Regions from separate parts of the Mus musculus genome. Here all the other regions are linked to region 5. A link is a contact called in public Hi-C and targeted proximity ligation data. All regions are on one chromosome and are shown on one strand. The core of a region is the stretch at or near the end of the contact, and the rest is flanking DNA. Distances in the headings are between cores, read along the strand shown.

Region 1 (4,325 bases), core at 1,441-3,940, 230 kb after region 5:
ACTGGCGAGTGATCTTGCTTCCTCACTGGGTACACTGGGCAATATCTGAATATATATATATATATAAATAACTATAGATTAAGTGCACTGTTGCTGTCTTCAGACACACCAGAAGAGGGCGTCAGATCTCATTACGGGTGATTGTGAGCCTCATGTGGTTTCTGGGATTTGAACTCAGGACCTTCAGAAGAGCAGCAACTTCAGAAGAGTGCTCTTACTCGCTGAGCCATCTCACCAGCCCCCTGAATATATTTTCAATTGTCAGTATTTGAAGAGTTTACAGCCAGCATGGAGTGCCTAGAGGCCAATGGTGTTGCTGATTCTGTAACACACAGGCATGCTCTCTACAACACGGAATTATCTGACTCACTGCTTTTAAGTCTGTATTGGAAACTTTGTTTTATTAATATGCTAATGCAAAACCCCTTATAAAAAACCTTCTGAGCTATTTACTTGTCATTATTTACCTCTTTTAGGTCAGGGAACACTAACTCACTGAAACATGAACATGAGAAAAACGCTGGGATTTGGCCTCTGGCTGTTCTGCTCCTCCAGGGTTGTTTAAGTCATGAGTTTGGGTAGACCTCTGTGGGCGAGGGTCAGTTGTCAGTACATGTGGAATATATTAAGAAGTGCCCCCGCCAGTGATTTGTAAGATCCAGGCATCAACATGACTCAAAGAACAAATTAGACACGCAGCTTCCACAGCCCACTCCTAGTCTTTCTGGTGCATGGTGATATGATCCAGGCTCTTCATCAGCCCTTGAGAAAGTAACTGTACATACAGTGACAGTGCGATGCCACACGTACAGTCCTCTAGATAATTTTCCGCATCTCAGGATATGTTGGGCTGCTGTTTCAGGTATAGAATTCTGGCACATAAGCCTCTGGGGCTAGGTTCAGTGCTTCCTGGGACCCATGTCTGTTGTTTGTAGATTCTCACTTCCATAGTAAGAGAATGCATACAGCTGACTACTAGCCCAGCAACTTCATGGGCCAATTCTGGACTTATGGTCCTTTCCGTTACAATGTGTATGATGCTAAGAGAAACAAAGAATGCTGTAAAATAGTCTACTGCTTATTCCTGAGTTTACTGAGCACCGATTTGTGGCAGGAACACAAATTTCTTTGTTAGAGTCACAAAAAAACAATGGCCCTATCAGGACCCTCCAGCACTCAGGGGTCTCCAATTCCTTTAGCGTCACAGCCTGTTCCCCTTGCCTGACTGCATGCTTCTCTTCTAGACCCGTTGTCTACTCCCATTGCACACGTTTAGCTGCAGCTTTAGGCTTTACTCAAAGCCTCTGCTCTCTGTCAACCACACATGTAACTCTTACTCATTCTCCAAAGCCCACTCTGAATCTCGTTCCCTCAGTGGTTGCCTCCATGAACTCCCTTATCTAGAATGGCATCTCCAGTCCCATGGTCTGACAGAATCTAACATCACCCTTCCTTCCACAGGTCTGGCTTCACACATGGACTCATCTTTACTCATATCTGGTAGGAGAGTAGAAGCTGCAATCTCTTTGTGCATGAGCAACCTTTCCTGGATCAGTGTAGCTACCACCGCTCATCAAAGCAGCCTAGAAAATCACAATGGAACACAATTCGATCCCGGGGAGCCCAGGCCCTAATGGCTACATCTACATCACGGCTCTTAATCTATGGCTCAAGGAATATTGTGGAAGAGGAGCAGGAGAAATTTTAAGAGCCAGAACACTAGGAAAGTTTCCTCAGATCAGTATTTTCTAGAAATGGATGTATGAACCAGACGTGAAACATGGCACTACCAATGGTAACAAAATGCTCACAGCCAACCGTTGGACTGAGCGCGGGGACCCCAATGGAGGAGTTAGGTAAAGGACCGAAGGAGCTGAAGGAGTTTGCAACCCCATAGGAAGAATAACAATATCAACCAACCAGACCCCCACACCCCCCAGAGCTCTCAGGGACTTAACCATCAACCAAAGAGTACACATGGAGGGACCCATGGCTCCAGCTGCATATGTAGCAGAGGATGGTCTTGTTGGGCATCAATGGGAGGAGAGGCCCTTGGTTCTCTGAAGGCTCAACGCCCCAGTGTAGGGGAATGTGAGGGTGGTGAGGTGGGAATGTGTGGGTGCATGGGGGAGTTCCCTCTCAGAAGCAGGGGGAGGGGGGATGGGATAGGGGGTTTGTGGAAGGGAAACTGGGAAAGGGGATAACACTTGAAATGTAAATAAATAAATATCCAAAGGTGGAAGAGGGAAATTTCATGGGGTCGTAACCCTAGACAAAGGAGCAGTGACTGCTGAAAGAGGAAGACTTAGCTTTTCTCAGAGAGGAGCCACCTTATTTATTGTCCTAAGCAAAGTAATCAGCTTTGAAACCATATACACACAGATAAGAAACACAGATTTTATTTATATATATTCATGTAAACAGATACACATACACACATGTACACATACACACACACACTAATCAAAGAGATAGAGGCTATCAACTTGAGAGTGAGGGGTGGGCATGGGGACAGCTGGAAGGGGGTACGTGGGAGGAGTTGGAGGAGGTAAAGGGATGGGGAAGTGGTGTAATTCTGTTTCAATTAAAAAACAAATTAAAAGGATATAATCAGCCCGAGAGACATGGTAGACAGAGACAGGAAGCAGACATGCCTCTGACAGCTGTAGCTTTCAGTTCCTGTGCTAGGTCTCAGAGCCCAGACCCAGGCTTTATGCCTGGCTTACCCACTTGGACCAAGTGTGGCTTCTCAGAATAGCCTGAACCCACAGCGGCTCTTGTTATTCTCTGTTTGGCAATAGTTCCAAGAATTTCTGAGTTTGTCCTTCAGTGATTCTTCCCAGAGTCCTGTTTGCTGGAGAGAAGGGGGGCTGGTGGCCACAGCATGGGCTTACCGAGTGCCTCCCGTGTGCTGGACCATTGTGCCGAGGGCTGTCCTTGCATCTAGGGTAGCCCTTGATACCTACATATGGACTGAAATGTTGCAGTAGCTCCATTTAACGTGAAGAAATGTGGTATGTGTGTGTGAGAGAGAATTCTGTGTTCATGGTGGTATCCAGGACTGCCGCTTTTAATTTTGGATCTTTCTATGCAAGGGTTGGTTATAAAAATAAAGGGTGGGCCAGTGAGATGATTCTTTCAGTAAATGCTTGCTGCTCAACGGTAAGAATGTCATTTAGAATCCCAGAATCCATGTAACGCTGGGTTTGGGAGCATGGGTCTGTCATCCTAGTGTTGTTGTGCCGAAGTCAGAGGCAGGAGGATCCCCAGAAGCTCATGGGCCAGCTGTACTGCTATGTGCAGTGCTGGCCACTGAAGAGTCGCTGCCTTAATCAAGATAGAAAGGTGAGTTTGTTTTCTGACCCCTACACGCACGCACACCGTAACATGTATATGTCCAAGCTCACTGACAAACACACTTAAGTCTGAAGAGCAGTGAAGTCTGATATTCATATGACCCCTGGAGTTGGTGTCCACTTTGTGAAAAGTTTCCCATCCAAGGGAGGATGGTTTTAGAAACGCCATGATTCCAGCTGGAAAGATCTTCAGTCATAGTCAGATTTTAAAGATTATTAAATGATGGTTCTTCGGTCCTAATCGTATGCAGTCCTTAAAGGCCATCTCGGGGCAGCTGATCAGAGGGGATGCGGGAGACCCACTCGGGACAGCGTTTTTCTAGGAATGCTAGAGGGTGAGAGCCTTCCTGAGAAATTTCACAGTGGCAATAAATAATCCTGTCAGCTGTATTTCAAGGCAGACAGTGAAATCTTTTCTGGGAACATGATCTCTACTCTGTATTTGTCACATTTACTGACCCAAGTGGCCCAAAACGTCTGATGTTGACAATATTTGCCATTTCTACTCCCAGGTGGGTCTCCAGTGGTGTAGAGTAGCCTCTTACGGGGAATGGTCATGTGACCCAGAGAGATGGGATGTGTCCACGGCCAGAGGTCCAGGCTGTCCTGGTTTTTAAATGTGTCTGTTTGATGGGCCAACCTGTTGGGGACAGTGGCACCATAGTTTTCAAGTCTGCCCTCTTTTCTTTTCATAGAAACTGAGATTTCGAGAAGCACGAGAACTGAGATGAAATATGCCAACATTTTGGTGGCAAAAAGAAATGCAAGGAAAAAAACCAAAAAAAAACCAAAAAAAAAAAAAACAAAAAAAAACCCCAAAACCCCAGCTCTCTGGATATGCCCTAAAACTGTAACTTTTCTTTGGAGGCAATTATAATTTTTATGTCACTTCTCATTAAAATAATAGCAGGCACACTGGCAATGCAACTTTGTTAAAGGTGGATGATCCCCAATGAATGGTTCTGTGAA
Region 2 (4,378 bases), core at 679-3,178, 190 kb before region 5:
CGGGCAGCTAGGAAAAACCTGTTTGATTCTGAATGCTTTTCTTATCCTTGGGGTCTGTCCACTGGCTTCCCTTCCTTGAGGGAATCTTTCTTTCTCTCACCTTCCTTAGAATGCAGAAGAGTAGGCGTGCTCCCAGAAGCTGTTGATAGTTGGAGATCATGCTGAGGGAGGGTGCCTTCCTGACTGATCTATTTTAGCTGTAGAATAGCAGTGCCCTTATCTAACCAAATACTGTAGGCCGAGGGAAGTCCCTGGATCTCCGTACCATGCTACAGAGTTCAAGGACTCCATCAGCCAGGGCGTTCAAAAGGCAAGATAGAAACAGTTGTCTTTTTCCTGGTCCTGAGCCCAACACAGGACACTCCCAGATGTGCATACAGACCTCGGAGTAGGTGGACTCTACACTGTCTAACCATGTTGCAAGGCTTCAGGTTTTCTAATAAAGAGGGTGAGGTCGCCAGGGTCACACTCAGGAGCTTCTCCAACCTGCTTCTAATTTTGCTTCAGACATCGACCTGCTGGAGGTGAGAAAAATCAGGAAAACCTTTTCAAGCTCCAACTGCTGTTGGCCTCTGTGGTGGGAACGTTTCCTGGAGTGTATTCACCCCAGATAGGACCCTACCCCAGATAGCACTGAAGGAATGTATCAATTTGCATTTTTCCATATACTGGCTGACACTTAAGCCAGCAACATTGGCTGATATGCTGTCTTTTTTTCACTGGATGGTTTTGGCTTCTTTGTCACAGATCAAGTGACCATAGGTGTGTGAGTTCAATTGTGGCTCTTTAATTCTATTCCCTTGAACTACCTGTCTCTCTCTGTGTACCAATACCATGTGGTTTTTAGGACTAAAAAAAATCAAACTTTCCAACACAATAAAATCCAAAGATATACGAATTTGATACTTTATATGGTATGCCACTGTGCCTAGCTTTGTGAACCGGTGAGTTTATCAGGCTTACCTAATGGAATACAGAGGACCCTTAAAACACCAGCATCACTGGAAGTCCCAACCAAGCACGAGTGTAGACCTCTCAAACACTGCAAAGATAGAGGCCCCTTTGCCTAACTGTTTACCGCCTAGTCACCCGAGGTAGCAGTGTGCAGCTGTGTACAGTTGCATGAGGGAACAAGTGCTGCTTAGGAGGTAGGGCGTGGCTGGCCTCCCTGGTAAGTCTCTGAAGCTTTCCCTTCCTCCTATGAATGACTGTGCATAGTCTTGCTGCCATTTCCTGCCAGTACTCAAAGCTGCTGATTCAGATGCTAACGGCCATGCTATGCTCAGAGGACAACATTCCACAGCAGTCTCACTCTTACAAAAAAAAAAGTGCTAAAAGCGTGTCTAGCAGACCTCCACGTTGCTTCAGACACCTCTTTCCACCTCCCAAAATCTCTGATTACTGTGTATGTATGTCATAAGCACTTTCCTAGATGGATACCTGTGTTCATTGGCATTCGCTCAAACACGTGTACAAGAGCCAGTCCTAAGGGAATCATCTCATGTAACGTTATAGCATACCCTAAAATTCTCCTACCCAGCGATAGACGTGGTGTTAGATTATAAATAGGTTCTGTATATTATAGAATAGCACTGGGCGGGGACCATACCTACACCTGAGAAGCCCTGGAGCACAGGAAGATTAAGTTTTCCACTTCATCCTGATACTGCGGTTAGTGCTATGAGGCCCATCTGGCCAGTGAGAAGATGGTGGAAGTTAGTGGTGCTATTTTATATTTCCTATAACACTTTAGGCTCCATCTAAATTGGCTTCAGCTCCCTCGGGACTAGCAGTGGAATTAGGACACGTTTATTTGGGGCTTTGTAGTCTGTTTCCATGATGCAGACTAATTGTGAACTACTGGACTCTCTGACTGCATCCCTGCCATAGAAATGTGTTCCAGATGCTGCTGCCCTTTGCCCCCTGGGGCCACTGGCTGTAATTGCTGAGACCAGGAAGTTGTAAGAAATGGAAGCTAGAAACAACTTAGGATGGGAGCCTCATGTCCAACCTCTTCAGTTTCTCCTGTCTCCCATGCCAGCTGATCGAACCACATGCTTAGTCTAGAAGGTTTTTTTGTTTGTTTGTTTGTTTGTTTTTTAGTTCATCAGGGGGTTGGACAGGCTCTTGATTCTTTTCTCTTAATTACACTCATTTATTTGTTGGGGTAGGAGGTGCATGCCGCTGTGTACTTGTGAAGGTCAGAGGACAACTTGTGGGAATCGGTTCTCTCCATCCGACATGTGGGTCTCCAGGATGGAGCTCATTGTTGGCCATGGAAGCAAGTGCCTTTACTCTCCGAACCATCTTGCTGGTCCAAGTTCATTGATTCTTGTATTAAACCATAACCTAGAATTATATCTGAAGTTTTTCAGAGCAAGGCACATGTACTGGCTGGTTTTGTGTGTCAACTTGACACAGGTTGGAGTTATCACAGAGAAAGGAGCTTCAGTTGAGGAAGTGCCTCCATGAGATCCAGCTGTAAGGCATTTTCTCAATTAGTGATCAAGGGAGAAAGGCCCCTTGTGGGTGGGACCATCTCTGAGCTGGTAGTCTTGGGTTCTATAAGAAAGCAAGTAGGGCAAGGTAGGGGAAGCAAGCCAGTGAGTAACATCCCTCTGTGGCCTCTGCATCTGCTCCTGCTTTCTGACCTGCTTGAGTTCCAGTCCTGACTTCCTTTGGTGATGAACAGCAATTTGGAAGTGTAAGCTGAATAAACCCTTTCCTCCCCAATTTGCATCTTGGTCACGATGATGGTGCAGAAGCAGAAACCCTAAGACAGCACAGCTCACACCTGTTGGAAGTTATTAAAATAAGGTGCAATCTATACCTTGCTGTAATTCCATATAGAGCCAAGTTGCAGCATATGTTTATTGATTTTATTTAAAAAAAAAAGAAAACCCCACCTGTTAGAGCAATAATTGTGACTCTGGCATGAGATTACATACCAGAGGTTAAAAATGCTGTGTGCTCATATGTTTTATGTGCATGCTGTGTATGTGTTAATTAGGTTTTAGCCCCATTTTTTATATGTCCGAAATCTTAGGAGAATTCTCAAAGAAAGAAGATATCTACGTTTGACCTCCATCTCAGTCCTCACTCAGTGACACAGCTGTCATCTATATAGGCCAGACCTCACTGTCCCACTACTGAAACCTGTTGATTCCATAAAGCAGGTGGCTTGAACAGAGAGATGGATGAAAACGTCAGGGCTCTGCCACCAACTTGCCATAAGCTGCCTGTACTGCCTCGTGGCAATGATCTCCATCCTTCCTCGTCCCCATGTAATGGAGTATGCCTTCTGCCTGTTGCAGTAGCTCTGTGAGGGGCAGCAATCACCATACCACCACCCCACTGTTTGACACGAGTAGAGTCTGGTATTCCTGAGGTAACCCTTTCTAAATCTGTATCTTTGTTGCCCTGCTTCCTTCTGGGCAGTCCTCCCATGGGGCCACTTTCCTTTTGCACCCACATTTCAGCCATTTTACCCCCTGCTCCTTCATGGCATGGTCTTACACCCTCTCTCATGGGGAAAATCCTTTCTCCTTCACAGTGTTTCTTGCCCTGGAGAATCCTAAAAGTCCCACTTCTGTCTCCCTGCCCAGCCATTGGTCGTTGGCAGCTTTATTTCACAATCAGAGCCAACTGGGGGCAGGCTTCCTGTAGCCTATGTGTGCGACACTGTAAATGGGTTTCTTGGGTAACACAGTTAGCATGAGCACACAAAGCTGCTATGTACTGCCACCAACAATCTGTGAAAGTGCCATCTAGCTGCCGTTCCACCACCATTTGGTTGCCGTGTCTAACATGGCTCCAAGGACGGACCTGACTGGGTGTGGTGATGGAGTGAAGGAAAGACAGACATACGACGGACAGACACACACAAACAGAAAGCTGGGTTTGGGTGGGAGTTGAACAGAGAGGTAGGGTTATCACATACAGCTGAGAAAGGAGGCTGGGTGAGAACAGGCAGCTGAAGAGCCAAGGGTTGTGTAGACAGCTGAACCAAGGGGCAGGATTAACTAATCTTGGTAAAGAACAGGCTCTTTACAGGAGCAGGGCTCAGGCTATAATTCTCTCAGGGAGAGAAAGCCAGGAGGGACATTTTCTGTACACACCTGTCTACACACACACATGCATGCACACACCACGTACCCCTGAAGGAAAGGCTTTGCCACTTCCCCATTGACCTGAGCCTCTAGGGTCCTTCACTCACAAATTCACACACACTCTTGCTCACACACAGACACTCACCAGAAGGGAAGGCTTTGCCATTTCCCCATAGGTCCGGAGCTCTATGACAACAATACACATCCACTCAGAACTTCACAGGCTCGGGGCTTCCTCTACTCCCTGCATTCGCTACTGCTTCCTCTCC
Region 3 (4,227 bases), core at 512-3,011, 200 kb before region 5:
CAAGAGCAAGGAGCTGAACTCTGTGCCGTCTCCCGGCCCTCTTCTTTGTCTTTTGCTGATCTGTCTGACCAGGAGTCCTCTCTTCCCCGTGCATCTGAGCGTTCACCAGTTTGGCTTGTTAGCCTTGGAAGTGTATTTTGCCGATGCCTTCCTCCTGGGTTCCCATGTGTGAGTCTATGTGTAACATAATGGCTGACGTTGAGAGCGGCCCCTCTGGACTCCAGAGCTCCCTGTCCCGAAGTATATCTGTTCCATGAGTTCCTGCCAGTGTTCCCTCCCTGGACCTCACTCACCTCAGGGCTGCCATGGCCTCTGCCCTCCACCCTCCACCCTCCACCACAGCCTGCAGACGCTAAACAGTCAGCCTGGACAGCTGCTGGGTTCAACCCGTTTGCCTTCTCTCTTACTCTGTTGTCTGACTGAAAACTACTGTTTCATATAATTCTAGCTTCCTAATGCTAGTAGGGAGGACAATAGAGCTTTATCCCTGTTCTTCTATCTTGTGAGCTTAATTTCTACATATTTTTACATAAAAAGGACATTTGTGTCATTTTCATTCCAGGCTTACATTGCCAAATGTGTACTTCTCCAGAGATCTACTGCAGTCAAATATTGAAGACTTGTAAACAAAATTTACTTTTTGTAATTTTCTTCTCAAAGCGTCTCATTGCTCTGGCAGTTCCAACCATTTGTATGTGCTCTTACGTAAGTGTGCACATTGTGAAATTTGTCCGAAGTGCCATCTGATAGTCCTAGATCATGTTTGAAAGCATAGTTTGTGTAACGCCAGTTGCGTGTGAAACATAAATTAAGAGCTTAGAAAGATGTAGCTGTGTATGCTTAAGGGAAAACATGCAATTATTGGGTCTTCTTACTGAGCATTTTGAATTGCTTAAGGCATTTACCTACTTTGAACATTTACATAGTTTCATTTCTTGGTGTAATTTTAGTCTTCAGATTAAATTTGGTTTGAATTGAAGACAATAAAATCTTCTCGTTTATTTATATAATAAAGGATGCAATTTACAAAGCCACCTTCTTCCTGGGTAACGTTAGGTAATTCATTTGATACACTGGACTTATTCTCTCTCAGGTCTGATTTAGGAACTAAGGAGGTGGCTCAGTGCGTAAAGTGTTCACTGTGTGAGCCATGAAGATCTGAATTTGAATCCCCAGCACCCATGCAAAACCAGGATGTGACAGCACACTTCTGTAAGCCCTACACCGGGACTCAGAGAAAGGCAGAAAGAGAGCCCTAGGGCTCACTGGCCAGCTGCATAGCCCAGCTGCTCAGCTGCTGATTCAGGAGAGATCCCAAGTCAGACATAAGGTAGAGCATGAGACTCCACTGCAGCTGAGGGGCTGTAGTCAGCTAGTGCGTGCTGGGGCGAGGAAGGGGTGGGGTCATTCTTCAGTGGTGTGGCCATTGGATGCTGCCTGTGCCTATGCTCACACAGGCAAGCTTAGTACATTTCACACATGCGCATGATCTCGCTTCAGCATAATTATCTATCACCCTTTCTGGTTCTGTCCCCTTCCCACTGAACCCCCCTTCTTTCTAACAAGCCCTTCTGATGTTATTTGTGTGGATGTGTGTGAGAGGGTGTGGTGGGGGCGGGGAGAAGGAGGGAGAGGGGAGGGAGAGATTGAGGACACAGGCACACTGATTCCCAGTTGCATCACTTCATTCGCACTTCATCCTAACTTGGCTCTGGAGTGCTGACTCAGCAAAGGTTGACCGTGACCTCCAGGCGCACTCTCTGCGCCTTGGGATACAGTCCAGGCAGAAGCTGGGCAGGTGGCGCTTTCGTGAGGTGCTTGGTTGGGCCTGCATGAACGTGAACCAGGAGTTGGCTTACAACTTGATGGACCTATTCAGTTTTAGTGCTTGGAGCAGTGGCAGCGTGTTCCTGAAAATGAACTCTGATTGCTTCCTTATAGGAGTTAACTGATTTCTCTTTTCTCTCTCTTCCTGATGGGCCGTGAAGTGAACAGCTCTACCCAGCCAGGTTCCTCCTGCTACACAGTGCTCTGTCCATTTACCTTGTCAGGAGGGTGAATGTGACTAAGCCCTCTGAACATGAGCCAGAATAAATATCCCCCTTCAAAAAGTCAGAGCCTTTATCAAAACTGTGAGCATACTTTTAATGACTGCTGATAAAGATTCGATCATATACTCTTGTATATTTGGTTTGAAGTATTTGGAATGGTGATTATAATATAAGCTGATCAAAAAAATTCAAAATAGTAAAACTCAGAGGGTCACAAAAAACAATGCAAACAAAAAGATGAAAGCAAGAAGAGAAATTGTTGGGAAGAAGAAAGGTTTAGAGGGAGTGAGAGAAGACTAGGGGGTGATAATGGCCAGCACACAGTGTATACACGAGAAACCCCACAACTCACGGAACAACTGCCCATAATTGAAGATCCTTACCCCATCCCCCAACACACACTCACACACACTTTTGTTGTTCCAGTGTAATTTAGAAGAGAAAGTGATATTTTTTAAAATGCCCCCAAACAGAAATTTGAGTAAGTCTCATGAAAGGGCAGGCAAATGTAAATGTGAACAGATGTTTAAGGACTATATTAACCCTTCGAAGGGGATGTTCCCCTTTTGACATACATGTTTCCATAGATGTCGTTGAACAAAGGTATATCTGATAGTTTACCAATAGATTTGAACAACGAAGTAGAAATCAGTTCCATACTGCTGCTGTGTCTTGTTTATAAGTGAAGAAGAGCGTTCTGGCATTCTTAGTTATAAGTGGACCCTTGACTTTGAACTTACTGATTTTAAAATAATTTTTAATTATTGTCTAAGGTGATTTGAGTCATATCTCAGAACCAATTCAGATGCTTTTCTTACACTCAGAGCCTCTGGAATAAAGCTGTTCTTGCTGGGCAGTGGTGGCGCACGCCTTTAACCCCAATACTTGGGAGGCAGAGGCAGGCGGATTTCAGAGTTCAAGGCCAGCCTGGTCTACAGAGTGAGTTCTAGGACAGCCAGAGCGAGAGAGAAAGCTGTTCTTTAGGAAAGCCTTGACGAGTTGAGGTTGCTTTGTCATCTGGTTATTTCTCTAATTAAACTTTAAGTAAAACTTAAATGCCCAGTGATAACTAAGTTGAATTCAGGCTATGGGAAACAACATAATGAAGAAAAGCATATGTTTGAGACTTAAGCAGTTAATGCTCTGAGCTGTTACTAATGGAAGGACCATGTAACACAGTCTGTCATGGTCTCAGACTTAGCCCAAGTACCCAAGCAGCTAACTTGGAAGGAGTTAGAGCCAACCAGACTGCATAGAGAACTCTCCCTGACCTTAATTTAATGTTCTTCCCGTTGCTTAATTGAAAGTAGGCTCAGTTTGCCTTCTTACCCTTACAACCTCAACATAGTTATCTATTGAACTCTTTCTGTGTTGTATTTGAAATGAAAAAAAATCAAGAATGAAGTTAGTGTGTGCGTGCGCGCGTGTGTGTTGTGTGTGTGTGTTATGGGTGTATGTATGTTTTGGATATACAAGGCACTCCCTGCCTGCATTCCCAGAAGCAGGGAAGTGGAAGCAGAAGCATCAAATATTAGACAGCAGCCTGGGTAAATGGTGAATCCCAGGAGAAATCGGCTCTGTGGTGAGACCCAATCTCTAAAGTCAAAGCAAGGACAGATCTGGAAGTGTAGGGATTGGCAGGATGCTTGCCCCATGTATACAAAGCCCTGGGTTTAACCACGAACACAGGAGAAACAAGAAATTTTAACAGTTTTTTTTTTTCTTACTGTATACCACTTCTGACTAAAAATCTTAGGTAGATGGTCCTCGCCTTTAATAATCCTTGGATGAATTTATGCCAAGTAAGAACTTACACCCTGTGATTTGATATGGACATGCCTTTAAAGTTGGTGAATCCAGATTCCTAGACTAGAAGCCTTGTGACGTAGCACTGACACACCGCGCAGTCTTGCAGAACTCCCAGGTGGAATACTGTTCTGTTCCCAGAAAGCTGGCTTGAGATTATTTTAAATCAGCAGTGGTTTGGAAGTAAATGAGTGTCTGTTATCTTAAATGGCTTGTCCTACTCTATACAAGAATTTCTTACACACGGGGATGTTTCGGTTTTTCCCAGATCACTTATTTTAGATGGTCCTTTGTTTTGGCTCTGATTGTATCTATTAAACTTAGCCACAGGCTACCTGGACTTTTTATTTATGTTTGGTGCTTTGGGATA
Region 4 (4,318 bases), core at 1,694-4,193, 130 kb after region 5:
TAGGATTCTTCAGATAAATGGTCCCCCCACAGGATAGATACAGACTAGATGATATACATATAGTTATAGATACAGTTATAGATATATCTCCCTCCTCTCACCCCCAAATCTTCTAGAGGTTTGGGAGACCACCAGGTAGACTGGCAAACCATAAAAGGAAAGCTGATAGCATAAGTTCTATTTTAAAGACAGACCATCATCCCAGCTTGGAACGGGCAGTATGACTTCTCCATTATTAAAAACAAAACCAAGGGCCAGGTATGGTGACATACGCCTTTAATCCCAGCACTTGGGAAGCAAAGGCAGGTGGATCTCCATGAGTTCAAGAACAGCCTGGTCTACATAGTGACAGAGCTATGTAGAAGGATCCTCACAAACAAACAAACAAACAAACAAAAATAAAAAAGCAAAACCAACCAACCAAAACCAAACCACAAATAAATAACAATAAAAACAAAACCAAGCAAACAAAAATTCAAAAGCTAATACAGAACTCTTTCTCTTTGGGGATGTAATATGTACCCACACACATATTGCTTTTGTGTTTGTATTGTTTTTGTAAGACAGACTTTCACTATGTAGCCCAGGCTGTCCTCATACCCTGCCTCGGCCTTCTGAGTGCTAGGACTTAGAGACGTAACTTACCACACCCAGCAGAATTCTTTTTATTCTTTTCAGGCCTTGGACAGATTGTGAGTTTCACTCATATTAGAGCAGCCAGACCACCATTCAGCCATTAATACCACCCAGAAACATGCCCACAGACACTCTGAGAACAATGTCTAACCAAATATTTGGACATCCGTGACCCAGTGGCCTTGCCACATAAAATAACCATCATACTCAAAAGCTGGCAGAATTCCTTCTGGGCAAGATTTTCTCTTTTGTCCTACTAAGGTCTTAACTGTCTGAATCACACCCTCACCATGGCAAGCAGTTTGCTTAAGGTACTCTGGTATATATGTGAATCTCATTTAGAAAATACTTCATTGTGGAGACATGGCTCAGTAGGTAGGGGCATGCCACTAAGGGCTACATGAGCCTCTCACCCAAGTAGAGGCTGGACATGGTCTTCTGTGTCCCTGTAACACCAGCATTCATGGTGACAGAGACAGGAAGATCAGAGTGCTCATTGGCTGCCAGCCTAGAAAAAACAAAACTGAAAACAAAACCATGAGGTCTTGGTTCAGGGAGAGACTCTGCCTCAGAGGAACGAGATGTAGAGTTATGCAGGAAGACACCTGATACTTTTCTGGTGTCTCTGTGTGCACAGGCATGTGCAGCACACAAATATTTTAATAAATGCTCTAATAAACATCTGTGCCTTGATTTGATCTATTATCTCAGTAGTATGACCGCCAAATTTTACATAGAAAATTAAATATTGATTAGTGAGTATTTGGTGATGATGTGCTATGAAATTTATGACATTTATAATTAGTGCAGTGATACAAAAATGGGCAGAGGCTATAAGCTATACAGTTGTAAAGTGCTTACACTGTATTTGAGGTGATATAAGACTTGTAGATAACTATGATTTTTTTTAAAAAATGTAATTTGCAAGTCCTAAAAACAACACTACATTGAGAACAAGAAGTCATAGCAATTAAATTACTAGTGAAAGTAAATGTAATGATTAAAAAATACCACAGTCAGGGGAAAAAAAAGGGAAGCATAAAGCATGAAACAATGCTAATGAGGTCATTTAAAGTTTGATCATGTCAATAAAAGACTAAGAATAAGTGTTTTTAAACATCCAATTAAAAGGCAACAAGTATCTGATTGGAGAAAGAGAAAACCATAATTATATGCTATCTACAATTGACTTTTTATATAGAAATCCAGAGAGCAGGATGAAAGGAGGTTAAGAGCCCTTACTGATCTACTAAAGGATCCCAGCACACACAAACACACTCTCATAAAAATGCAGAAGGGTTCAGAAGGAAAGAATGAGAAAGCAATACTATGTAACTGTGAAACAGAAAGCTGAAGTGCCATATAGTTAAAACCAAGGAATGTTAAAAGGCTTAAGGAGATCTTAACGGTAAAGGGTTATAAGAAGCCATAGCTACTTTTAATGTGCATATATCTAATAGCAGAGTATCAACTATATGAAAAAGGTTACTAGAACTGACGATAAAAATAGACATATCCACAATTGTAGTTGGAGAGAGCATTTATTATAAGTCTGAATTATGTTGTAATACGATATTAATATAATTTCAAGTTACTATAGAAGCACTTTGATTATCATTTAAAATCAGAGCACACAGCCAAAAGGCCCCATCATCTTGTTATACATTTGAGACAACTACTGTTATCAATTTTTATGTATTGCCTAAAGGTATTTTATGATCATGCAAATTTTTTTCTTTTTGACAAAGGATAATATTACATACATTTCAGAACTCCATTTTCTTTGACCATTTTATAATATATTAGTTTCATTATTGGAACAAAAAACTATAGATTTGGTAAGTTTAGGAAGTGATATCTTCTGTATAACCATCAATGTGGTAGTTTCTGTATAAATATGACTTGAAATTTGTCATCAGGTCTTAAGCCCCAGGAAGATGTCACTATACTTTTTTTATGGAGTTGTAATATATAGTTATATATTCAATATATTTAATGTGTAGTTAGAGCATGGTACAGTCACCACTCCTTTCTAATTTCAAAACATTGACATTCTCTGTGCATGAGTTGTCACCACTACTCTCCTTCACCACCCTGGAAACCAATAATTTACTGTAGATTTATATTTACATATAAATTTTATATTTTGAACATTTCATATAAATAGAATCATACAAATTTGGCTTTTTGTATCTGCCTTCTTCCACTTGTTTTAAAGTTTCATGCGTTGTACTTCATTCCTTTTCATGACTCAAGAAAATGTAACTTTTGTAGGTATACCACATTTTGTTGGCATTAGAATTTGAAACATTCTTATTAACAGTAAATGGATGAGTCAAACTAGGACCAGGGGAATGCTATCTAGCACGCACCAGAACATAAGCTGTTTTTAATTTGAAAGTGTTTATTTTTTAATATATTTATAGTCACCATCTTTATAAGAATGTTGGGAGATGAGTGAAGCCCAGTTAGGAGAACTAAGTCAGCTGCCACGGACTTCCTGGAAGGATGCTAGCTAATGTGCGTATGAGCTGCTGAGGCTTTTCTCAGAATTAATATGACCAGGAGGCATAAAAGCAAAATAACCCAAACTTACTTGTTTTGAAACTGAAGAATGGGGCCAACGACATTCCGCAAAATTCATGGAATTTCTGATAGTTTCGGTGCAACAGGACCAGACTGGGGCAATGAGACTGTGGAGCCCCACAGGAACCAGGGAGTTTAAGTCACTGTGAAGGTTCAAAGCTAGGGTGGGAAACGTCTCCAATAGTTCCCATGTGATATCTTTAGTGTCTGTCCTTCCTCCTGTGCTCCCTCCTCTACTCTGCCCTTCCCTCCCCTACCCCATTTACCCTTCTTCTTCTGTTTTTTTTTAATCCTTGATAATTCCATGGCCTCGTTGAGTATCCCAAATGAAACACGTATCTGAAAATTCAACCCTTACATCCACAAATGAGAGAAAGCATACAGTTTGTCTTCTTGGGTTCAGGATACGTTACTCAGAATAATTGTCTCCATCCATTTACCTCAAATTTCATTTTTCTTAACACCTGAATAATATTCCATTGTGTAAATGTGCACATTTTCACCGTCTATCAGGTGATAGACATCTAGGCTGTTTCCATTTCATAGCTATTGTGATGAACAGGGACGAGCAAATACTTCTATAGTAGGATATGGAGTCCCTTGGGTATCTATAGTTATCCAAGAGTGGTATACCTGGATCATATGGTAGATCTGTTTCTAGCGTTTTGAGCAACTTCCGCACTGATTTCCATAGGGGCTGTGCCAATTTACATTCCCATTAGCAGTGAATAAGTGTTCCCTTTCCCTATATCCACCCACACCAGCATTTGTGTGTGTGTGCATGCTGTTTTGTTTTTTTTAGTTCTTTATCTTAGTCATCCCGATTGCGGTAAGATGAAATTCCAAGAAATTTTTCATTTGAATTTTCCTGATAACTACTTGTCAATTGTTAGTCCTGCTCAGAAAGTGCTCTCTGTGTGCAAACTGCCTGCTTTCCCCTTTATCAGATTTACAGCATCAGGTCTTAGGTTAAGGTCTTGATGTCCTTGTTTTGTGCACAATGAGAAATAAGAGTCTGGTTTCACTTCTCTACCGTATAGCTCTTCAGGTTAACCAGCACCGTTTGCTGAAGACGCTATAGTTTTTGCTAATGTGT
Region 5 (3,859 bases), core at 481-2,980:
CAGATTTTGTTTTTGTTTATGGAGAAAAGGTTTCTCCACGTAGTCCTAGATGTCCTGGAACTCACTCTGTAGACACAGCTATCCTCAAACTCAGAGATCCACCTGCCCCTGCCTCCCAAGTGCTGGGATTAAAGCTGTATATCACCATACCTGATGACAGTAATAATTTTTTACTCCTATCAAAACACCACCAGGGCTGGAGAGATGGCTCAGCGGTTAAGAACACTAACTCCTCTTCCAGAGGTCCTGAGTTCAAATCTGAGCATCCACAAGGTGGCTCACAATCATCTGTAATTAGACCTGATGTCCTCTTCTGGTGTGTCTAAAGATAGCTACAGTGTACTTAAATATAATAAATCTTTAAAAAAAAAAAACACCACCAACAGACAAATCTCTTGCTTACATATCTTCCCATTCCAATATTAACATTGACTCTAGGCAGATTTAAGACTACTCTGGGTCTAGGCAGAGGTTGATGGTGGTAGCAGCAGCTAAATTTGAGTGAAGAGGTAGCCCACAGAATGGGAGGATATCTTTGTCAACTGACTGACTGAGGATTAATATCCAGAATATATAAAGAACTCCAAAAACTGTGGCTGACACCTTTAATCTTGGCACCTGGGACGTAGAGGCAAGCAGATCTCCAAATTGGAGACCAGCCTGGTCTTCAGAGTTCCAGGACAGCCAGGGCTACGCAGAGAAGACTTATCTCAAAAAACAAAAAAACAAAACCAAAAACAAAACAAAAAAAAAAAAGACCACTGCTCATCATATCCAAAAGTGACTTCGAAATCCTGAAATGAAACGGAAACGTTCTGCTGTGTGGACAGTGAATGGAAATATTTTATACAGTCTCCACAGATGAGGTACATACCCATCTATCATTCATAAAGCACTGATATATCTGCAAATTGGCTGCAAATGTGGAGAATGTATTTCAATTTTGCATAGACGCTAATTTTAACAAAATATACACATTGCTGTATATCACTAAGAAACACCACTAGACCGGTGTTAATTCAGAATTATCTTTAAACGCATATCATTTTAAATCTTTTCCTGTTTAGCTCTGGTTTCAGTGTGGATACCCTATCTCTGAGCAACTACTAACGTTTTTACTGCAGTATTCCCTAAGTCACTGCAGTGTGCTCCAAATGGTCTCTCAACTCAAAGTCCCAGCAATTCTGTGCCTATCAAGGCCCTACAGTCGCAGACTGTGACAATGAATTCCTGCCAGGCTTCGCGGAGAGGGCAGGTCATTATTAACATCAGCATGTTCTGGGAAAGCATGGCCAGCACTGAAGAAACACCTCCGCCTTTGCACAAAGAGGGAGGAGGAGAGGGGCCGGCACGAGCGGACCGGCTCCTTCCAGCCGCCTTCTTACAAGCCTAGCCCTGAGGTCGCCCTGAGCGCCCCCGATCCTCCAATGACCAGGCCGCCTACAAGAGATGTCCTTGCGGGCAGCCGGAGTCTCCCGCCAGCGCTGAGACCTGAGGGCTCGCGCCCGGCCGGGCGCCAAGGCGAGGCCCCGGACGCCCTTGGAGGTTAATCCGCTGGATCCGGGGCGGCGCTCAAGTGTGACCGACGCGGAGGCAGGTGACTACCGGGCTGGTCTCCCCAGGTGAGCGCCAGGCCCTGGGGGACCGGGAGGGATGGGGGACGCACCTGGCCCGGCCCCGCGGGAACCCGCTACTCACCCAGAGGCAGGACCAGAGACGATGGGAGAGCCGTAGCCCGGCCTCGCACAGGAAAGAAACGCGGCCGGGGAGAGAACGCTTCCGGGGGCTGGAGCCCCGCCCCCCACCGCACGGAGCATGCGCGATCCCTGCCGAGCCGGTGGCGTGCCAGCCAAGGCATGGCGACGCAGTGCGGGGCGAGCTACTTTCCCCAACCTACACCTTAGTACCCGCTGGGCCGATAACATTCAGAAAGGTAGATAGGATGAACAGGGTGCTCCCCAAAGGGCTCTGAGTTCAACTTGAGAGACTCAGAAACTGAATTGGGAAAGACGCTTGACACATGAAATCCCTTGCTACTCTGGAGCTGTACGCAACCCTGACAGAGGAGCCTTTTACAGAAGGCAAAGAAATGCTTCCCTGGTTTGATAAACTTCCACCACCACCACCACCCCCCATCCCCGCAGCAAGTCCTCATGATGCTGCTCAGACGCGCATGGCCTCACCATCTGCCTTTCGGTTTCTAGGGTGAGCTCACCCTCCTCCCCCATCTCTGTACTGATGACACCTGGAGGCGGCGCCTGAGAATCCACTGAACGCTTGAGCAGCCAGGCAGACCAGGGAGGTCTGGCAGTTGGGTCAGAATAGGGCATCTGGTGACAGGTTTTGCATATTGATGACTTTTTTTTTTAACCCCTTCCTCTTGCGAAGTGAGGGACGTGACACCAAGATTCCAAGGAACCGTATCTGAAAGCCAGCCCCTTCTGAATGTATATACACTACTAAGGAACAAGAATAAGTAGACACACTGCCCATAAACAAAAGGAGCATCATCACTTCAAATAAAGGCAGTGGGACTATGAAGGAATAAGACAGACTTCTTAAGACCTTTTTATATTCCTGGAGGAGGCAGTTTGTTTCGCTCTGTTTTCAGGATTATCTTTTAAGGCTAAAGAATTCTACAGCCAAGCTGGGATTGGTGTCACATGCCTGTTTTCCTAGCATTTGGGGTGGCTATGCAAGGAGGATTGCTTTATACCCTGGACCACATAAGTAACACACTGCTTCCTCCCTCTGCTGACAGTTATATTAGTAAATGATGTTGTTAATAGCTGTGGAGAGACACAGCCCAGAAGTGCTGCCAGAGCCTGGAAAGTTCCTTGTTAAAGGACTTTACTGGAGTTCGATAGAAGAACACAATAGATGGAATGAATCAATATTAAAAAGAGTTTGGTTTTTTTGTTTTAATTTTAGACTGGTTTACCCAGCACAGTCTTGAATGGTCCAACAATGGCTGTCCTGGTAGCTTCGCAGTGCTGGAGGTAACATGCCTCAGCAGTCCAACAAGACCACAAGGCTTTAAGGATTCCTGGAGAGCCACGACTAGTCTTTAGTCTGTGGAAGAACCTGGATTCTGATCTCAGTGGATGAGGCCAGAGGCAGCAACATCAACAATGGCAGAAACACTAGGTAACTCACCAGCACGTGACAAAGCAAGCAAACTGAATACAAATCCCTGGGATTCCCTTATGTGTAGGCCAATATCTGGGCTGCCCAAGTTTAGAATGAGCCTATCAGTTAGCCTAGTCAAGAGAATCCCTCACAAGTATTCCTAGTAGCTTCTAGACCTTGTCAGTTCTGTTCGTTGACAGTACCACCATCACTGTCACTGGGTCCTCCCCTCAGGTAAAGTCAGATCCTTGGCTATGCATCATCATGATCAACAACAACAACAACAACACACACAAAGAGTTAAGACAAAGTGGGTTTATTAAGTAAAGATAGGTGATAACACTTCTGGTCTAAGCTTGGGGACATGGGAGGTTTATAAGATAGTACAAATGATCAAGATAAATGTGGCTGCTTCTTTCCTTTCCAGTGGATTGCCTATCTCTGCTGTACCCAATGTTTTAATTTAGGAAATTTCTTGCATCTGGGCCTTAAAAGATCACATTACTGCCAGGTGGTGGTGGCGCATGCCTTTAATTCTAACACTTGGGAAGCAGAGGCAGGCGGATTTCTGAGTTTGAGGCCAGCCTGGTCTACAGAGTGAGTTCCAGGCCAGCCTGGTCTACAGAGTGAGTTCCAGGACAGCCAGAGCTACACAGAGAAACCCTGTCTCGAAAAAAAAAAAAAAAAATCAAATTACTGCCCAAAGGACACTCCATCCTACCACAAGGAC
Region 6 (3,838 bases), core at 604-3,103, 140 kb before region 5:
CCAGAAGACAGTAAGGAAGAAGATGCTATATTCTTGCCTCTCACCCTTGCTACTGCTGAGAGTAGACCCTGAAGCTCTGGTGGAGTTTGGTTTAAATGAACTCTTTTCCCAGCCACCCGCTGACCTCTGGCCTGACTATCAGGCTCTGTGTACCGAGTGCTAGGCTAGGTGGAGCAGATCTGGGAAGGCTTCCAAAACAGTGGCTGTGGGCGAGGCCAACACAGGAGCAAGCAGAGTTGCGTACTAGATGCTGCCCATGGGCACTCTGCTCTTCTCTCAGAAGAGAAATCTTGGAGGTTACCACCTCAGTCAACCAAGCAGCTTAGATTTGGGTGTTTGGGCATAACGAGCACATGTTGAGAAGCCTTTGACGAGGATTTACAGGACACATAAATAGTTTATGCATCTCACAGAGGAGAACCGGCATGTGCACACCTAACTTGCAAGAATCCTACATGAGTGCTTAAAACAAAAGAGGAAGAGTTAAAGTGTTGTGAGCTTGCCCTACGAGTCACCGGATGAGCCTGGGATGAACAGCAGATACAGCCAAACGTGAGAGCAACCTCCCTTGTGGACTGAAACCTTCAGCAAGACTGGAAAAGTGATGGCAAAGGTCTGACTGCCTAAACTTTATTTCTGCCAGAGGTGTGAGAGTGTTCATAGAAGAAGGCAATGGGGATAATGAACAAGGGAGCGGCATCCAAGGAAACCCTGTTTAGCATTGTCTGCATCAAACTGCACACTTGGAATGTACTTGCCTTTGAACTTGAAGAATTTTCAAGGTTACGATTGACAGTGCATGAATTCCACCCTTAGAAACCAGCCTTTACCATGATCCCCATTATACTCCAGTGAACTCCTCTCTATCTCACCAGAGCTTGCCTGACGCTCACAGCAGTAAAGTGAATGGCAGGATTCATAAGCTGCAAGTCAACAGCCAGTGTGGAGTTCAAAGCTATGAAGTTGGCACGGCCTCAGTGCTTAACCAACTCACTTCATGGCTTCCTCATTCACAGCCCTGCTACCTATATATCTAGGAACATGAGATAGGACTGGGTGGCTGATGGACATCTTTAACCAAGACTCTGGTATGTCCCAGAACTTTCAGAGATCAAGGCCACCCATATCGGTAGATTAACATTTGGTGGTTTTCAAAGGCCCTGAGCTCCACAATTTCCTTGTTTCTCTCCTCAGATCTTTCACCTGATATTCTGTGAATGACCCTCATCCTGAGTTATAGCCCTGAAATAAAGCCCCAAAGGCTCAGTGGTATCTTGAATATATAAACCCTCTTAGATCTAAGACCAATCCATCTGCAATGAACTTTGAATTCCTGGGGTCTTTATTGAAGTCATGAACTCGGAAAACTAAGATGTTAATAATGCCAAGATCACATGCTTTACAAACCCCGTTTACCACTTCCTGGAGGTTGTAAACTGTGGTGAGGTATGGGTGGCATCGCTACAGCTTTTCCCACAAGAGGAAAACTTGAAACAGGTAAGAAATAGTGACAGAAAGCTCTCCCAAGAATCAGTACCAATGGCCAAGGAGCACACAAGAAGATACTTAACCTTGATAATCAGGAGGGGGAAAAAATCAAAGGGAAAACCCCCACAAGATACCACGTCACAATCACTGGGAGATTCATAATTTTTTTAAAGGCCAACAGTGATGAGTATGACCACAGAGAATTGGAATCTTCCTACACTGGTTGATGGGGTCGTCAACTTGTTCAACATCCTTGAGAAACAGCTTGGCAGTCCTTTAAATGGTTAAACACAGATGGTGTGCTCCCCCAGTGGTCTGACTCTCAGGAAACATACCTCAGGTGTGAGAGAATGCCTGTGGTTGGATGTCTATGAAAACATAAATCATCAAAGACTTCAAAACTGATCTGTTTTGCACAGTTGCCTAAGCTCCTCCTTCGCTTATGCAGAATTACTTTTCCATAAATGATTGCAAGCTGGTGATCATTTTATTCTGCTTAAAATGTTTAAAATGGACTGCCTGTATAGAGGCTGGGTCAAAGCCACGATGCGCATGGACTGAGAAGCCGGACTCTGCATTTAAATCTTGGGGTGTCCTTCACTTAGTTCCTTCACCTCTCTGTACCTCATTCTCCTCCTTCATAAAGTGGAACAGCAACATAGCCTGCAGAGTGCTTAAACCCACTAAGAAATATAAAGCACACATAACCCCAGGGTTCTGCAGCTAGCTTCATTGCCTGAATTTGCCAACTCTGCACTAGGTCCAGAACAGCAAATCCTAAGAACTCACTGTCGAGAGGTTGGGAATTTGTATCAGTAAAAGAACAGAAGCACTGGAGACTTGGTGAGCTCCTTTAGAGCTTTTTCAACATGTCATGGAGCACTGACACTTCAGGATAGAATATCTGACTGTTATAGACGCTGTATATCTCCTTCAGTCTATAAAGTTTATTCTTACTAAACATGGGTGGAGGCAACAGATTATGCTGGAAGCTTGTGGTACAAGTGTCACGGGAGTGGCCAGATATTTTCTGATTGGACTTAAGATCTGCTGCACACAGAAAAGGCCAAGAACCTGTGGCTATACATACGAGGGGGAGAACCTCTTATTATTATTATTCTGCTAAATGGAAATGAAGTGACTCCTAATGACTTATTGTAGCCAGACCCTTTCCGAGTCACTTGGTAAATAGGCCTAAGTAACACACCCAAGTGAGGGATGTGTTGTCTCCAGAATCCAAATAGACCCACTAAACGTTGTGCTTCTTTCTTGGTTGTAGGAGGGGCCAGGTGCAATAACTTATCTTTCACCTTAGAAGGAATATCTCTGCATGCCCCACACCACTGGACTCCTAAGAATTTCACTGAGGTAGATGGTCCTTGAATTTTGGTTGGATTTATTTCCCATCCTCTGATACGCATATGTGTTACCAATGAGTCCAAAGTGGTTGCTACTTCCTGCTCACTTGGTCCAATCAGCATAATGTCATCAATATAGTGCACCAATGTGATGTTTTGTGGAAGATCCAAACGATCAAGATCCCTTCTAACTAAATTATGACACAGGGCAGGAGAGTTAATATATCCTTGAGGCAAAACTGTGAAGGTATACTGTTGGCCTTGCCAACTGAAAGCAAATTGCTTCTGGTGGTCCTTATGGACAGGTACTGAGAAGAAGGCTAGTGTATCTCTCAGCCTTTGACAGCGAAGCATCTTTTAGTCGATGGCAGTTAACACACACAGACCCATAACTGGTTAACTAGGAGGCTGCAGAGTGCTCAGTCCCAATTGGAATATCCAGATCTTACTCTTCTATGCAAGACTCAGGGATTTCCACAGAAAAGGGGCTCGACAGGTTGGAAGAGCCAGAGGTCGCTCATGTGACCTCACAGTGGTTAGAATAGCTGCACAGACCTGTGTAAACTCAAGCCAGAGAAAATCCCAGTATAGAGCAGGAAAGCTGGTAAGAAGTCCTACCTGGAGATGAGGGGCTATTGGTAATTGCTAGCTTCTGGGAGCCAGAGTAAGTGTTTTTTAAGTTGACCTGGTGAGTCAACTATGCTCCAGGCTAGACCTCAAACCCAAGAGTATTTGAGCAACACAAATTACTATTTTTTTTCAACACAGGATACAGAAGTGAGGAGGGAGGTGGGCGCAAATCACAAGATACATGTATGAAATTCTCGATAAACTAATAAATTTATTTTTAAAAAAAAGCACAAATAACTGTGGCTCATAGCCCTGAAAAATGTGAATGTGGTGATCCTTCCAGAAGAAAAAAGAAAGAAAAGGTCTATGTTCTCATTCGAAGCATTTGCTATCTGGATATCCTCAGAGATCGTGCAAATAAA

What was found. A called contact is a pair of places that touch in the nucleus more often than the background predicts.
Region 1: a targeted proximity ligation map of pro-B cells shows a contact between it and region 5, with 2.7 times the contacts expected there. A contact is called at or near these places in 1 of 39 promoter capture datasets (liver), 6 of 484 Hi-C or Micro-C datasets (embryonic stem cells, large pre-B cells, muscle stem cells and 1 more), 6 of 130 datasets of targeted methods (the 230-238 cell line, bone marrow-derived macrophages, embryonic stem cells and 2 more) and 1 of 9 other capture datasets (adipose tissue).
Region 2: a contact with region 5 is called in a targeted proximity ligation map of bone marrow-derived macrophages, with 5 times the contacts expected there. A contact is called at or near these places in 4 of 39 promoter capture datasets (the C10 cell line, macrophages, pre-B cells and 1 more), 4 of 484 Hi-C or Micro-C datasets (the G1E-ER4 cell line, the HL-1 cell line and embryonic stem cells), 20 of 130 datasets of targeted methods (the 230-238 cell line, the HPC-7 cell line, the NIH/3T3 cell line and 11 more) and 3 of 9 other capture datasets (adipose tissue, embryonic stem cells and pancreatic islet).
Region 3: a targeted proximity ligation map of embryonic stem cells shows a contact between it and region 5, with 5 times the contacts expected there. A contact is called at or near these places in 6 of 39 promoter capture datasets (3T3-L1-derived adipocytes, embryonic stem cells, liver and 2 more), 7 of 484 Hi-C or Micro-C datasets (the CH12 cell line, Th2 cells, bone marrow-derived macrophages and 3 more), 27 of 130 datasets of targeted methods (the 230-238 cell line, the HPC-7 cell line, T-cell acute lymphoblastic leukemia and 17 more) and 4 of 9 other capture datasets (adipose tissue, embryonic stem cells, liver and 1 more).
Region 4: a contact with region 5 is called in a Hi-C map of embryonic fibroblasts, with 2.4 times the contacts expected there. A contact is called at or near these places in 4 of 39 promoter capture datasets (embryonic stem cells, liver, pre-B cells and 1 more), 14 of 484 Hi-C or Micro-C datasets (B cells, centroblasts, embryonic fibroblasts and 4 more), 5 of 130 datasets of targeted methods (bone marrow-derived macrophages, embryonic stem cells and large pre-B cells) and 1 of 9 other capture datasets (embryonic stem cells).
Region 6: a contact with region 5 is called in a targeted proximity ligation map of memory CD8 T cells, with 110 read pairs. A contact is called at or near these places in 2 of 484 Hi-C or Micro-C datasets (CD8 T cells and nephron progenitors), 3 of 130 datasets of targeted methods (bone marrow-derived macrophages, memory CD8 T cells and pancreatic cancer cells) and 2 of 9 other capture datasets (adipose tissue and pancreatic islet).

The regions. Positions count from the first base shown.
Region 1 is chr19:32,937,166-32,941,490 of GRCm38.p6, forward strand. It overlaps Gm36774 (a long non-coding RNA gene), which reads left to right. Exons shown (of 5, transcript XR_001782638.2): 5 at 1,462-2,234. Among named protein-coding and RNA genes, the nearest start is that of Gm36774, 9.0 kb to the left of the region's middle.
Region 2 is chr19:32,522,798-32,527,175 of GRCm38.p6, forward strand. No RefSeq gene overlaps it. Among named protein-coding and RNA genes, the nearest start is that of Gm36419, 18 kb to the right of the region's middle.
Region 3 is chr19:32,505,995-32,510,221 of GRCm38.p6, forward strand. The region is part of intron 4 of Minpp1 (multiple inositol polyphosphate histidine phosphatase 1); the gene reads left to right. Among named protein-coding and RNA genes, the nearest start is that of Minpp1, 22 kb to the left of the region's middle.
Region 4 is chr19:32,837,553-32,841,870 of GRCm38.p6, forward strand. No RefSeq gene overlaps it. Among named protein-coding and RNA genes, the nearest start is that of Pten, 82 kb to the left of the region's middle.
Region 5 is chr19:32,710,568-32,714,426 of GRCm38.p6, forward strand. It overlaps Atad1 (ATPase family, AAA domain containing 1), which reads right to left and starts at 1,731. Exons shown (of 10, transcript NM_026487.3): 1 at 1,699-1,731.
Region 6 is chr19:32,573,273-32,577,110 of GRCm38.p6, forward strand. No RefSeq gene overlaps it. Among named protein-coding and RNA genes, the nearest start is that of Gm36419, 32 kb to the left of the region's middle.